Regions from separate parts of the Gasterosteus aculeatus genome. Here region 1 is linked to region 2. Evidence: chromatin contacts called from public Hi-C data. All regions are on one chromosome and are shown on one strand. The core of a region is the stretch at or near the end of the contact, and the rest is flanking DNA. Distances in the headings are between cores, read along the strand shown.

Region 1 (6,999 bases), core at 3,974-6,473, 87 kb before region 2:
ACTCTGAAGTACTGGTTGCTTCAACGACCAGAAGGGGGCAGCACTTGGCTATTTTCTATCGATGGCTGACTTTACCAATGAAAAAGATTTAGCATATATTGCATTAAAATGAACCACTTCCACCTCCTAAACTTGGGTTACTGTACACACGCAGACACCATGTGCCTCAATATATGCTGTGCCTCTTCATGAGGGCGGGACTTGTCCTTCTAACAATGTAACGCTATCCTTCCAATCTTCTTTGATGACTATAACAGTTTGGATTGTCAGCCTGTATTTCCTGTACTTTCTTTGCCTCACCTCTTCTCTTTCCTTCCCTGTGAGCAGTGTATCCGCGGGAGGAAGGCCTCGCTGGAGGAGTTACAGACGGTCCACTCTGAAGCCCACGTCCTGCTCTACGGAACCAACCCGCTGCGGCAGAAACTGGACTGTAAGACACGCAACGACACGTTGATACAAGCACACAGGATGCATTTACACACTGGGTCTAAGCATGAACCAATCTGTCAGAAACGGTAAAGGTTTCACGCCGAGCTGACTGCCAGGCATGCTGCCTGAAAACTGACATCAATGAGTGTTGCGATATACAGTCCAGTGTTGCACAAGTGTTTCACGGTATTTTACACAAAGGCTACATGCACAATGAGCCGCTGCACGAATCAATCTGCATGCATAAATGCAACACAACGAGTTGAGTTGTCCTTTTGTGCAGACTAAATCTCACACTAAGTCCCCCTCTTGAATGCCATGAATCTGCAGCGTCTGTGGAAGGAATCTGCTTTAATGCTTAAACCGTGTCATAACAAAAGGTCCGATCTCATAAAGTCCTGGAGGTGTTACGATAAGGTGAGGAACTGCTGAAGCTTGTTAACTGGAAGTCGCACAGGCTGCTTTGTCACTTACGTCTGGCCTTTCTGGCTCAAAGTGCAGGTGTAGCCAAGGCATTCTCATTTTGTGTGTGTGCGTGTGTGTGTGCGCGTGTGTGCTAAGGGGCGAACCCCAGTGGTCATCTTAGCTTTCATTCCAGTGGAGACATAAATTCCCCTTATTATTACTGCTTACACAGGAGAATTACCAGATAATCCTGTGTAAGGGTTCAGCGCACACACAAAACTGGAAATGGAGAAGAAGGAAAGGGAAATGCAAACTGTTCTAAGTAGAGTATACTCCATTAAACCATTCCTAGACATTAGATGAAATATGTGGTTTGGGTTTGTTTCTTGTTGTCAGACACTGTTGAGCTACAGTTGAGGATTTTGGACAAATGATCAGGCGGAAGACTAAGACCTGGACCAGCTAGTTCCCTCATTTCCATTTTCTAAAACAACACGGAATCTAAAATCTTGATTCCCACTGAGAGGGTTTGATTACCAGGGCAACGAGATACTTTCCCCCTTCACCTTGCCCAATTACAGCACGCCCTTGTATACTCTACCTTTCAGATTAGGTCAAAGGGTCAAATGCCCAGTTTCTCTGGGGGTCATGCACCCGGTCTGTGCCTGTGAGTCCAGACAGTTAAGCCTCTTCTGCTCTTTCTTTTTCCCTATTTGCACATTACGGGCTCTGATTGCACTTTTGTGTGTGTCTGCCTCAGGTTCAGTGAGTCCCATGTTTGTGCGGTTACCGTGCGGAGGCATAGGGGTAAGTCACTTATTTATTTTTCTTCCTGTAAATCGCATGGGTCATCTGACAAATATTCAGTCGGTAATGAAGTTTTAGTAATTATGTGTGCCTGCTATAACTTTCGAAATTTCGAGCGTTAAGTCACGCTTATTCAGTGGAAAATTGTTGCAATGGACCGCTAATCTAATCAATATCCCAAGCTACACTGAAACAAACAAGCATAGTTCCAGCACCATCAAACCGCAGTGTAATAACCGGGTTCCCCTTCGCCCACTCGCTCTCTCTGCCCCCTGCCTAAATAATGCTCCCATTTGTTCTTGTTCCACCAAACAGACACACACACAAACACACACACACACACACACACAATAAAGGCCCTCAAGGACCAGAGGCAACAAAAGCTGTTGCTTGCCTTTCTGCAGTGTTAATAATTGTAACCAGATACTTTCAGCATACGCGCTGTGTGTGTGCGCGCACGCACCCCCCATGGTATAGTTGGCTGGGTGCGTGCTTTTGTTTGTGTGTGTAGCAGTGTGTTTAGGGATGTTTGTGTGCTAAGGCAATGATTTAGATGGCTGCTCCGAGCTGGAAGTGCCGTCTTTTGAAATGGATATGTCGGAGCAGTCTCACGTGCACCTGTAGGTGTGCTTGCTGTTGACTCCGGGGACAAAGGTTGAGCATTTCCAAAGGCCAATCCACCTACAGCAACATATGCCTTTTACATAACAATTATGCATCCCCATATCTTTTGCACGTTATTCCACCTCGCCCCCATTCCCTCCCTTGGGGAGTTGCTGCTGCAGTGGTGGGAACAAGAAGAGCCCGAGCTGCGCTCTGCTCTTTATAATGGCAAATGGGGCTAAATTGTTGTCTTCCTGTCATGCACACACATAGCAGTCCCACACACGCACACACACATTTACAGAGGAAGGGGGCTGAAATTAGGCTGTCAGCCTGTGGGGAACCATCATTCAGTCATACCAGCACGCTCCCGCTTTTTTCTGCCGCCGACACACAAACACACACCTTCCCTTTCCTTTTTTCCTGTCAAATCGCGTCCCACTTCTGTCTTGAGGCGAAAAGGTAACATCAACATGGCAAACAATAAACCGCCCAGTCTCCACACGCTGCTTCAGAGCACCATCTGTTTGTGTTCATTAACCTGGCGTCTATATACGGTTCGGTTTCCCATCCACTCACTGACTCGGTTACAACACGGTGTCTTCCACTCCTCTCTCTCTCTGTGTTCACGTTCTGCTCCCTCGGTTACTCATCGCCGCCGCTCTCTATTCCCCCCTCGCTCCCTCCTTTTAACTAGAGGAGAGGGAGGTGAAGTTGGACGGCCGTCCCCCCGAAAAAGGTCACCCAGTCGCGTAACGCTGACCAAGAGGCCGCCAACGCAAAGCGAGTTGTCAGAGCGTCCGGCGGGCGGGTCAAAGTTCTCCTCCGGCGCTCTGGCACCGGCCGCTCCGCACATGTGTGTCCAGTTCAAACACATCGACACACGGCCCTTATTTTTCTTCTCTTCATCTGCCAGCTTCTCCTCTCTGTGTTTATCACGTGCTCCATCTGCCCGCGGTATCTGCCATGCCTGATGGAGGGTGTGTATATTATCCCGTGCGCCGCGCCGCTCGCAATCAATCACATCGACTATTGAGGTCCGTTGGGCTTGTGTGCGTGAGCGCGGATGTACTGTTGTGATTGGGGCTGAGCGGGCCTCAGCATTAATCTGGCGTGACCACTGACTGGTGACTGAACTTACTCCCCAAACACACAAATACTCATAAAATGGGAAAATAAATGCAGAGAGACTTTTCTTGGCCTGCCCTCATTTTCACTTTGTTACTAAAACTTTGTACTCGGATTTCAAATTTTCCGTGTTTTTTTTTAAATATTTAATCCAGCGCTCCATATCTGAAGTTCTAAACACATTTAATTGATATTCATTTTTAATTACCAGTATATTTGTCAAAACATTGGCTTTTTTTTTTCAAAGCTGGCGTGCCCTTGATACTAAATTACAATAAATGTGTGTTTTGCCTTAATGGACTGATGAACACAGAGCTTGCTATAATAAATGTGTATGATTAAGTTTCTAAATATGTCTTACTGCCTCACAGACTCTCTCTTGGTTCTGGTCCATGTCCGTGAGAACGTCCCAGCTGTCCCCAAACTGCAACTTTCAAAGACTAACTTTGATGTAAAATGACATAGCTAAATTATTTCAAATGTCCTCACAGTTTAACGATCGCTGTCACTCTGAACTGCTGTAAAGCACAACATCAAATGTCCCTTATTGGATGAAAAACAGCATAAAAAGTGCAGTGTTTTTTTTGTGATTTAAACAACACATGCCTGCATGTGTGTGTTTGTGTTTGCAGGTGGACAACGACACCATTTGGAACGAGGTGCATTCGTCCAGTGCGGCTCGTCTGGCCGTCGGCTCGGTGGTGGAGCTGGTGTTCAAAGTAGCGTCGGGGGAGCTGAAGGTCAGTTCGGATACTTTGCACAGCCAAATCAGCAGCAAACTCGGACTAAAGGCTTTTAATAACAGCAGCACCAGCGATGAGATGGAGCCCACTCGAAACAAAGCCCAGGTGGATCCCACCCAGATAAATCCGTGACCAGCACCGGGCGGGGCTGGATTGGAGTCGATAATGGATCGCACAAAACCTGTTAGAACTCCTCGCGGCGCTGCACTGCTCATTCACGCCTCCAAACACCTCAAGAAAGGAGAAACCTCACGCCAGAACCCTCCACCTCGAAGTCTCGTTAGCACCTCCCAGACAGACATCCCCACCCCCGTCACGCTTTGCCCACCAGCCAGCCTTCCTGTGTCTGTGGCCACGGCTGCTCACCGTTTGAACCCAGCAGGGAGGCCCGGCTCACGGGCACCGCAAACGCCAGCAGTCCCCAATAACAGCCCCGTTTTATGGGCATTACACCGCAGCCACCTGCAGAGCAGCTGACGCACTTAGCGTTAGCTTAGCACCGGCATGCCGCAGACTAATGATGTTCCTGTGAGACAGTAGCGCGCCAGATTTTTCACTATATGTGCTTGTATTCATTTTCCCTTTTTTTCTACCTAATGGCAGGATTACGACGAAGAAATGTTTGTATAAAACGTTGAGAACTTGTAGGGTTGAGAAAACGAAAGCATAAGATGTAAATCATTCAATTCCAGGAGTAAAAACACTGAAATCCACTGAAACATGAATAACACACACAGGACTTTTCCTCCGGGAGACCGCTGGGGAACTAAACATAGACGTTGACAGTTTTTCGATGTCATTCGTGAGTCTGTGGTGGCGTTTGTCTCGCAGCTTCTCCGGTCGCTTGATTCAGTGATCCGGGCCGTCGTCCACGCGCCTCAACCTAACGCCGTCCCTACACGCCGTCCCTACACGCCGTCCCTACACGCCGTCCCTACACGCCGTCCCTACACGCCGTCCCTGCCGCGTTAGAGACTGACGCGGGAGGGGACCTACGAGCGCCATCGCATGGAGAGTAGGACCGAGCTTCAGTGTTGGAATAATATAGGGTTAAAGTTCACATGTATTGACTTGCCCTCAGCTTAACCTGATCTTAACACATACATGCACATAAGTACACACACACATACACACACGTGCCTACACACATACAGATGGTCTTCTGAAGAGCCTCTGGAGCCAAACTCCACAGAATGACAGGACTCTATCCCTCCCACACACTCCCACGTGGCTGCCTCTCCATCTGTTTGCTCCACCCAAATCTATTTTAAATCCATTGTATTTCCTCTTTATACGGACACAATTGAGCATCACACACACACACACACGTACATGCTGTATTATGCAGAGTGTCCTCAAAACCAGCTGAGGCGGTTGTCTCTGCGTTAAACTCCTGGCCGGCTGCTAATCCACAGCAGCTGACTCAACATCATTAGTCGGGCTCGCCTCGCTCTACATCAGCCCGGACATCTATCTAATGTCCCCACGTAGCAGTGGCAGCCCCCAAAAACAGTTGCAGGTCCCGCAGGTCCCGGCCTTAACAGAGCTTCCCTTACTGACCCGTTGTACGCATCTGTTCCTCTGTGCGCGCATACTTTTGAACGACTGCTGTTTTCTCTCTAAGGAGCCGGTTTGAGTTTGACCGACACACACATGGTTGACGTCAGGTCTTATATTTAGATATATAGATCTTTTTTTATTTCAGAATCCATGATGTCATTTTCAGAGTTCTCAGTTTCTTAGACAGAACTTCCACTTGTTGGCAATAAGTAAAAAAGGCTTTGTGTGTGTGTGTGTGTGTGTGTGTGTGTGACCTTTGTTTCCTCTGACAGAACGGTTTCGCTGTAGTTCGACCACCTGGACACCACGCTGAGGAGAGCACGCCTATGTAAGTAAACACAAAATCTGACCAGGACAGAGGTCAGCTGCCGCCTGGTTCATAACACTTTTATCGAGCTTGTCCCTCTAGACAAGTGTCCTCCATATTGTCACGTCAAAGTTTCTTCTTCATTTCTGCACAACAGACCCCAAAGTGTTATTCTCATAGTGAGATTTACTTTGATAAGATACTTCCAGTACTGTGTTGTTCAATGTTAATTGGGCTGTTCTCTCACTGTTCACTTTCAGGGGCTTCTGTTACTTCAACTCAGTCGCCATAGCAGCCAAGCTGCTGCAGCAGAGACTCAATGTCAGCAAAGTCCTCATCGTGGACTGGGTGAGTTTCTTGTGTAATGATTTCCTTGAAAATACGTCTCCTAATGCAATGAAAATGTTACTCGGTTGAAAAAACGTATATTTCAATAATCCTTTTTTTCGGTTGCACTTATGCTATATTGCTATCTAGGTCAGACACTGTCTCTTTCACCAAAGTATTTTCTTGTAGACGGTAGGAAGAAGTGTGTAGGAGTCCTGCTCCTCAGCGGCGTCCCTTGCTGCTCATGGCCATTCCCAAAATCCTTTGAAGCGCCTTTTCATTTCCTCTCTGTCTGTCACAGGGAGCGTTCAGTGTGGCAAACTCGCTGTCATGCCACTAAAGACGACAGCGGCATTTTTAGGACCAGCATTTTAAAGCATTCCCGGAATGTAGACGGTGAGGTCACTCGATTGATCTCGTCTTGCTCGCAAAAGTGAACCTTTTTTTGGAAGTTGAGGGTTTTATTGAATTCTGCTGAGCGTCCCGTTTTGACACCACGGCAGGCTGCGGCGGACCTACTGATCATCCGCCTGGCAGTGTTTCAGTGTCCGTGTGTCGAGAGTTGATAACCCCGTTCATGCAAATGTTACAATGTCCTGTTGGTGACAGCCTCTGTTATGTCCCTGGTGTTAATGACACCTCTTCCCAAACTCTCTACCACATGCCACTCGTAACATCTTAACCGCTCCC
Region 2 (7,472 bases), core at 4,795-7,294:
CTGTTAGAGGCCGCTTGTGCAGACCGTGCAGGATACTCTGAAAACAGAGGAGGCTCCATTAAGGAAATTAGGATAAACTCTACAAGGCTACGCAACGCTCGCGCTCCACAAAGAGCTCCTCTATCTTCATGCATGTTTTCTTTTATTTGTAAGAGAAGAGTTGATGTGGGTGGTGGGAACGGGGCGACATAAAAAGTTCACGTCATAATAATCCTGGCCAAAGAGATTAAGATACACAATGTAATCCCTACTATCATACAAATACGCTTAACATACAGGAATCACTATCTTGCATTCTGCTTTACTAATAGGACACACCTCTTTCATGAGGAAAAAGTCCACCAATTAGACACATTTCTGAAAAAGTAACATGTCTGTTCTTTCTTAGCCTAAATATAAATTCTTCTTTGATTAAGTTCTATTTTACACTAATTTACCGTAATAATGCTTTGTGATGATATTCAATTATTCTGATCATGGGAATGTACCTCAATCGAATTATTGTGAGTGTTTTTTATTGCGATCCGGCGTAGAAAATTGTATTTCATCCCATCCCGAGAGGGAAGAGGTATGTAAAAAGTACATGTAACACACACACACACAGACACACACACAAATACCTGTTAAGTGAAATGTCTGGCCAACGAATTCCTGTCAAGCTATTTCAGTTTACTGGTGGCAAAGCTGAGACAACTTGAGGTGTGAGTTACGAGGGATGCTGTCTGAGACGCCGTGGGGAGGAGATGGATCGGGGGATGCTTTGCATGAGTGACAGCCCAAAACAGAGCATCCATCAGAGTCAGGGTGGTCAGCTAGGAAGGGGTGCCCGGGAGACTGTGCTCCAGTGAAAAGGACCACCCAAAGCAGGCGGCATAAGCCATCTCACACCATGGACTACAGACCAAACCCGAAGCTACACACTGAAAATAACAATGACAGGCGGCTCTCTCTTGACTGACGGACAGGAATCCGTGATCAACAGCAGGGATGAGTCATGTTGAACAAAAAACAAAAAAAACACGCCTAAGAAGTCTACATCGAAGAGATGTTGAGAAGAAAGTAGTAAGAAATACGTCAGGAGTGAAACCTCAAACTGGTTGTTCACCGTCTGTTCTGTGGAATAACACACCAGGGGAAGGAGAGTAAACAGCCAGAATAAGATTGCTCAGAATGCAAGTCTCCGAGATGGCAGATATCGACAGAAGGAACAGACAAAAGAATGAAGCGTACCGTAGACATTGAGCAACCAGCTCATTTTGCTCCAGACATCTTGATGAGTGTATCACTTGTGTGTGGTCTGCTAGAGGCCACACTTGCTTCTCTGCTTATTAGCCCCTCGGCCTCACTGAAGGGGAGCATATTTGTGGTTACGAGGCGGCGCAATTACACCTCTCCACTCCATTTGTTTATATCTTCATTTTGATAATAGCCAGGGCTGCGCAGGGCCGTTCACTGTGGTTAAAACATTTGCACTGCAGAGCAAAGCTAGTGGAGAGACCGGCTGGCGAGCTTTAGAGTGTCCCCCGAGTCAGTCAGACTAGGCTGATGCTGCCCCCTAGAGGACAAGCAGAGAAACTACTGCTAAGACCGTCCTTACCTGCTCTTTGGATTTGGGGGACGACGGGGACAATTCATAGTCTTTCTTGGTCTCGAGGATCTTCTTCACGAGGCTGCCTGCGCGGAGAGAAACGGTGAGAGGAAGATGAGAGGTGAGCCTCCTCACAGCACCAGGGGACAGAAGATGTGCCCCTAATGAGCCTCCCAGAATAAGAAATGAAGAAGCAGTAAATAACGTGAGGATCAGATCCGAGCGGGTACCATGTTTGTCTTCGCCGTTGAGGTCCTGCCCCTGGAAGGGAAAGAAATAGAGGATAACTATCCAATGTACTCGCATTACATTCCAAGAAGCTCGCCGTCCAAGTCACTCACCGCCTCCATGTCAGGAGCCTCCGCGGGCGGAGGCACCGCCTCCTCCACGAGAAATTGCTCATCTTCGTCCTCCTCGTCATCAGACAGCACCTTCCCGTCCATGATGACTGGTGCTGGGGGCTTGGCACTGGACAGCCTGCTGGGACAGAGACTCGTTTCTGACTGAAAGCTGTGTATGTACCATGTAGGGTGAGGCGTGTGTTTGTCTGACGGAGCGGTCAGATTATCACAGTTACAAACAGTGTAGTCACCTCTCAGCCGGCGTCACATCGGAGCTTTCCTGTTTCTTGACTCGGGGGGGGGCTGGGCGAGCGCTGCCCGGCCGTGGCATCCGCCTGTTGTCGCCCATTGAAAAAGATTTAGACACTTAACTGAAGTTAAGTTGTTAAACCAATAATTTTCTAACTACATACGAGTGCATTTATAAAAGCCATTTTTCATTGTTTTTTACAGGTTGCAGTTTTTTTATTTCTTGACGTGCTTTATAGGGAAAATCTTCTGTTAGCGGCTCTCAGAGAGAAGACAGCTCATTCAGACTTTAGGATGATAATTGTTGCTTGGAACCAAAAAAAAATCGCTAGAACGCAGCTCGTCGGCCAATCGTTCGATTAGATGGTTTAAACACACAAACACTCATAAATGTTTAAATAAAAACAGCAATCACTCCACTATGTGCTCTGCTGGAACAGATACTGGTGATGGCCCAGGAACAAGCTTCATTTTAGCTTTAGCGCAACTACCCTAATATTTAAATAAATCGGATAAAATGCAATGAAATAACTTTTATACTAAGAAATTACAACCGAATTTTAACGTTTATATGTTTGATGACCTACTGCATAAGATGATTTAACCAGTGAGACGGATCCCTTATAATCATTGCCCTCATTGTGAAAAATTATCATAATGAAAAAAATTACCACACGATTAAAATAACATCTCAAATCTTCCAAAAAAGAAAGGTCATAAGGTCATATTAAATAGCTACTTTGCGTTAGATGTTGATGTTTCCCAGATAATTGTGAGAGCAGCTTAAATATTTACAGTTAATGAGGTGTTTTTGTCTTAAGTGAAGAGTATTGCTGGATTAATGTCCTGTACCTCAGCAAAGCGCTTGCATAATGAGGTACGGTTCAGTGTTGACTGTACAGACCTGGAGGCCACGTCAAATGGCACCGAGGACGCTGCAGTCTCTCCATTTTCTTGGGGCGGCGGTCTCTGGGCTAACAGAGCATCTCCGTCTGCGAAGGGACAGCAGCGACTTGTAGTTAGCTCAGTATAACATAGCGAGGGTTAGATCCGTCCTTCCACTGGACACTAATGTACATGCCTGTATAACGAGTGCACACAGTACCGGCCTGTTTCTATGTCCTGAATGCTCACAACCTGACAAAGATACCGCTAGTTCAGAACACCGTTGCCAAAAGAGAAATTTGCTCAGATGGATTTTGTTCTTTTGGACGGAGCTCGACTGACATTTCCCAAACCAGCCGGCTGCTAAGACTCAATTGTTGCCCTCGCTGCGTACGGCGGTGGGGTTTCTTGTCCTCTAGGAGAGTTGCTTTAGTAATCCTCTGAGGCCCTTGAGACATTGAACGTTATTAATGAACTTCACTGACTTGCTCAGACCTTTAAAAAAAAAGAGCATATTGTTGCCCCATCTAGAACGTCATTTAGTCGCAGTGAGAGAATGTCGAGCATGCACTCTAAAGGGAGCGCGCTGACATACTGGGGGAAGACATTTCTGGATCCTTTGATCCTTGTGCTTTCAGGACTAAAGAAGTGGAGCGCTGACTTTAAAGTTTTTGGTCTATTTATGAATTGATCAATTTTAAAACTTTCTTTTTCTGTTACTGCAATTCATAAAGGAACCCCTCAAAATGCATTTTTGATTAAGGGCAGCACCTCTGCTGTCACGATGACCACATGGAAAATCCCTAATGTTAAATGAGATGAGATAGAGAACAATTACCTCCCTCGCTGTCAGATTCATCTGTCGGAGAGCAGAAAAAGATCTTGTTAGTTTCTGGACATGCAAACACAGAGTATGAAAACACAAAGTGTCTTTCTTAATGTCAGTTCCATGAAACCTTTGTCGACACTGCCAACAGTAATCCTGATGAGTCACTTTTACCTCCCACTGAGTGGAACCAGTCAGTGAATTTATAAGACCAGTTCGCAAATAGAAACCCGTCAACTGTAAAATCTATTTGGCTGTCGAAGAGCCCCTCGGTTGATGATTCAAGGGCAGTTATTTAGTCATTTAGTCAAGGGCAGTTAGTCGTTTTAAGTTGGGTGCTGGGGGAGAAGGGATGGGGGTTACCTTGACCTCCAATTTTGGGTCTCCGCCTCTGCCCTTTGGCAGATGAAGGCCGAGGTATTCTAGCTGGACTGTCAGGCTGTGAGAGAAGCAGAGACAAGCAGGCAAAGGATACACGTTTACAACAATAAGCAGTGAAAAGCAACACATCACTCACTGACTGTGGACGCCCCGTCATGTAGAACCCTCTATTGGGCCGTCCTTTCATGATCAGTCATCAACTTCTTTGCTAAACAATTAGGCCCCAATTAACATGGAGGGTTAATGTTGAAACCGTACACACTGACAGACTGCTGCATGCGAAATACAGCACATGGGGGGCAAGTTAGTTGTATCACAGCAACAATAAAAACACTGAAACGGAATGAAGTGTGTTTAAAAAACAACAACTGCCACAGATTATGAACTTACCTGGTTCTCAACTGCTTCTGCAGGCTGCAGAGACAAAGAACACAACATTACACCACAAACTGAGGTCACATTTAGCAATGATACAAATAATATGAGGACACAAGGCCTCACATGCCTGCTAAACACCATAGCCCAAATTAGCACTAAAACAAGTAGCCGCCCCCCTAACGCTATTGCAATCAATGGTCACAGCATCCTAAACAAAAGCGCAGACTACAGCAAAGCTCTCATTTTTTCCGCATTTGGTTTCTGCGGGCTTCAATACCTCCTCGTCTGGTCTTTCATCCTTACATGAAGAAGGGGCACAGCATAAATAAAGTAGAGATGAACATGTAAAGTGTGTCTAGTAAAGCACACCATCATCACTATGAGACAATCACTTCTAATAATAAACAATGTATCATGAGTGATGGAACTCACGGCTGGCACAGGTTTGGCTGTTTTGCTGGGCTCGGGGCTCGCCGCCTGCTGTGGTTGCTCTGACACTCTGGCCTACGCACGAACACACACGTGAGGTAAATAATGGTCTGTTGCTAAACATTTAAGACTTGAGGCAAACAGGCAGGCATACCTTGCTATTGCCGCTCTCTCCACTTTTGCTCCGCTCTTCCCGCTCTTTGTGGCGCTCCCTGTCTTTGCCTCGGTCCTTTCTTTTGTCCTTGTCTCTTTCCCGGGCTCCGCGAGAGTCTCTCGCCTTATCTCGGTCTTTGTCTGGCTCCCTCTCTGGCTCCCTCTCTCTGTCCCTCTCCTTGTCCCTGTCTTTCCCCCGTCCTTTGTCTCGCTCCCGATCCCGGCTCTTGTCCTTGGCGCGGGGGTCCTTTTCTGAGCGCTCTCTGGCGCCGTGCTGCTCCTTCTCCCCATCCCTGCGTCGGCTCTGCGGCTCCTTGGGCTGGTCCGGGTCCTTGTGGTCTCGGCTCCCGCTGCGGTCTGTAATCGTCTTCCTCTCCTAAAATAGTTCACGCCGAACACACAGGGTGAGGATCCAAGGCACATGCTGGGACACTGCCGATGCTAACTGCTAACTGCTAACGCAGACGGCACATAGTGCACCAGATGTTGGGAGTGAGCAGTGTGTAATTCCATCCTCAGAGCGGGCGGAGGACTCTCACCTCTCGATCAAGAGGACGTTCGCGTCCTTCCCTATTCTCCTTGTCCTGGGACCTGGTGGTGCTGGCCTTGGTCTTTATGTCCACCTTTTCTCCGGCAAGCACTCGCTTCACGGCATCGTCACTGGACATCTGGAAGACAACATTTGGTTCATGTTATGAATTTGAATTGTTTACCGTCTTTTGAAAACAATCATTTCAGACTTGTACACATACAGTCAATCATTTTCTTTTTGCAGTCTTGTTACACTATTGTATACTACATATTATTGTCTTCCCACAGTAAACTCTTATACAATGCGCTGATGAATAAGGACAGACATTTTGACCAGTACAACTCACAGGATGAAAACTACTGTGCCAAAGCAACGGAGAAAAGCTTTAATACAGAAATGCTACCAGAATAATATGAAATGTTGTTTGAATAGAATTTCATTATTTTAATATATTTGAATGAACTAATCAGCTATCACATATTGGACCAGTATATTCAGCTAACGCTTTACTTAAGTTTCTTACATTCAGAGCTAAATTAATATTGATTCAATGCTCATTAATTTGGGGGATTTTTATTGTTGTTTTTTTCATTGTTGAAATATATCTATTAAATCTAGGCTGTATGTAACAACAGCAAATAGGTTGCATAAGATCCGAGGAATACAAACATTCCCCATGACATGAAATCAAAACAGTGTTTGTAGAACAGATATCCAATTGGGACGTGCTCATCTCTTTACTCTCCAGGGCTCAATTAAAAAGTTCTTCCCGAGGCCGGCTAGACATTACTAGACATAGATTTTTATTATTTGCTAGAAATAACACACAATGGGAAACAGTTTTTTTCCAAATATATCATCTGAATGATAGGAGACTGGGGACAGGAGAGAATTGGAAAGTGAGCCTTTGCAATTGATCTCTTCTGTCTGTGTGCGTTGCCAAGAACACACACCTTGTTGATGCAGCACTTGGCCATGACCTGCAGCAGCTCGTTGGTTTTCTCGGGCTCATGTCCGGCCACAATGCGTGCCGGCTTCGCCCCCAGGGGCTCGCCACTCACCAGCATCACCACGTCTATTGCCTTCTGGAGGAAGACTATCTTGGAGTCCTTATCCTGAGAAGGAAAAAGACAAGGCAAACAGAGTCCATTGTAAAATCTGATTTAATAACAAAGCCTGCCTCCACAAAAAGAAGAGCAAACACCCCCCCCCCCCCCCCCCCCCGCCCCATGACATTGAATTCCAGATAAATGACCCAGCTAAGCAGTGCTGCTAGTCTGTTATAATGCAGCATCTGAGATGCCAGCAGACAGTGCAAAGGAGTTAAAAAACATCATTTACAAAAAAAGATTTGCACTGAAGAGAGTAAGGTAGTGATGAGATTATCACATAACAACACAGCAGTGTTGTTATAACGTCTGTTATCCCATGACAGACGTGTATGAGCATAACAATGGTACCTTCTGAACTCAACATCCTCAATTTTACATGATCTGATTACAGTGATGCTCCTGTTGGGGGACATCCAGTTTCAAACAGGGACCTGTAGCTGAGCCCATGCAGCATCCTTCTGTCGAGTATCGATTTGGGGTCAACTATCAAGCAGCACACTTCTGACACCTTGGATGCCCTCTTAGTCATGTCATGCCAGATCCTCTCACAAAGGGAGCGTGTAGAGTTACTCACACACTGCCGCCCTCAGACTGGGCG

What was found. Hi-C and Micro-C count contacts between places; a contact is called where the count stands out from the background.
Region 1: a Hi-C map of tail fin shows a contact between it and region 2, with 1.8 times the contacts expected there. The contact joins two enhancer-like sites. A contact is called at or near these places in 4 of 6 Hi-C or Micro-C datasets (skeletal muscle, tail fin and whole body).

What each region holds. Positions count from the first base shown.
Region 1 is chr16:4,992,730-4,999,728 of fGasAcu3.hap1.1, reverse strand. hdac4 (histone deacetylase 4) reads left to right here. Exons shown (of 27, transcript XM_078091411.1): 16 at 328-430; 17 at 1,595-1,641; 18 at 4,005-4,112; 19 at 5,948-6,003; 20 at 6,243-6,330. Among protein-coding and RNA genes, the nearest start is that of twist2, 34 kb to the right of the region's middle. Within about 2 kb of position 5,223, at least 2 of the 9 cell types and tissues checked have open chromatin away from gene starts, as enhancers often do.
Region 2 is chr16:4,905,728-4,913,199 of fGasAcu3.hap1.1, reverse strand. traf3ip1 (TNF receptor-associated factor 3 interacting protein 1) reads right to left here. Exons shown (of 16, transcript XM_040200829.2): 3 at 6,716-6,877; 4 at 5,770-5,898; 5 at 5,232-5,606; 6 at 5,081-5,152; 7 at 4,661-4,684; 8 at 4,253-4,328; 9 at 3,902-3,922; 10 at 3,083-3,170; 11 at 2,181-2,264; 12 at 1,930-2,065; 13 at 1,819-1,849; 14 at 1,598-1,674. Among protein-coding and RNA genes, the nearest start is that of traf3ip1, 5.8 kb to the right of the region's middle. Within about 2 kb of position 6,044, at least 3 of the 9 cell types and tissues checked have open chromatin away from gene starts, as enhancers often do.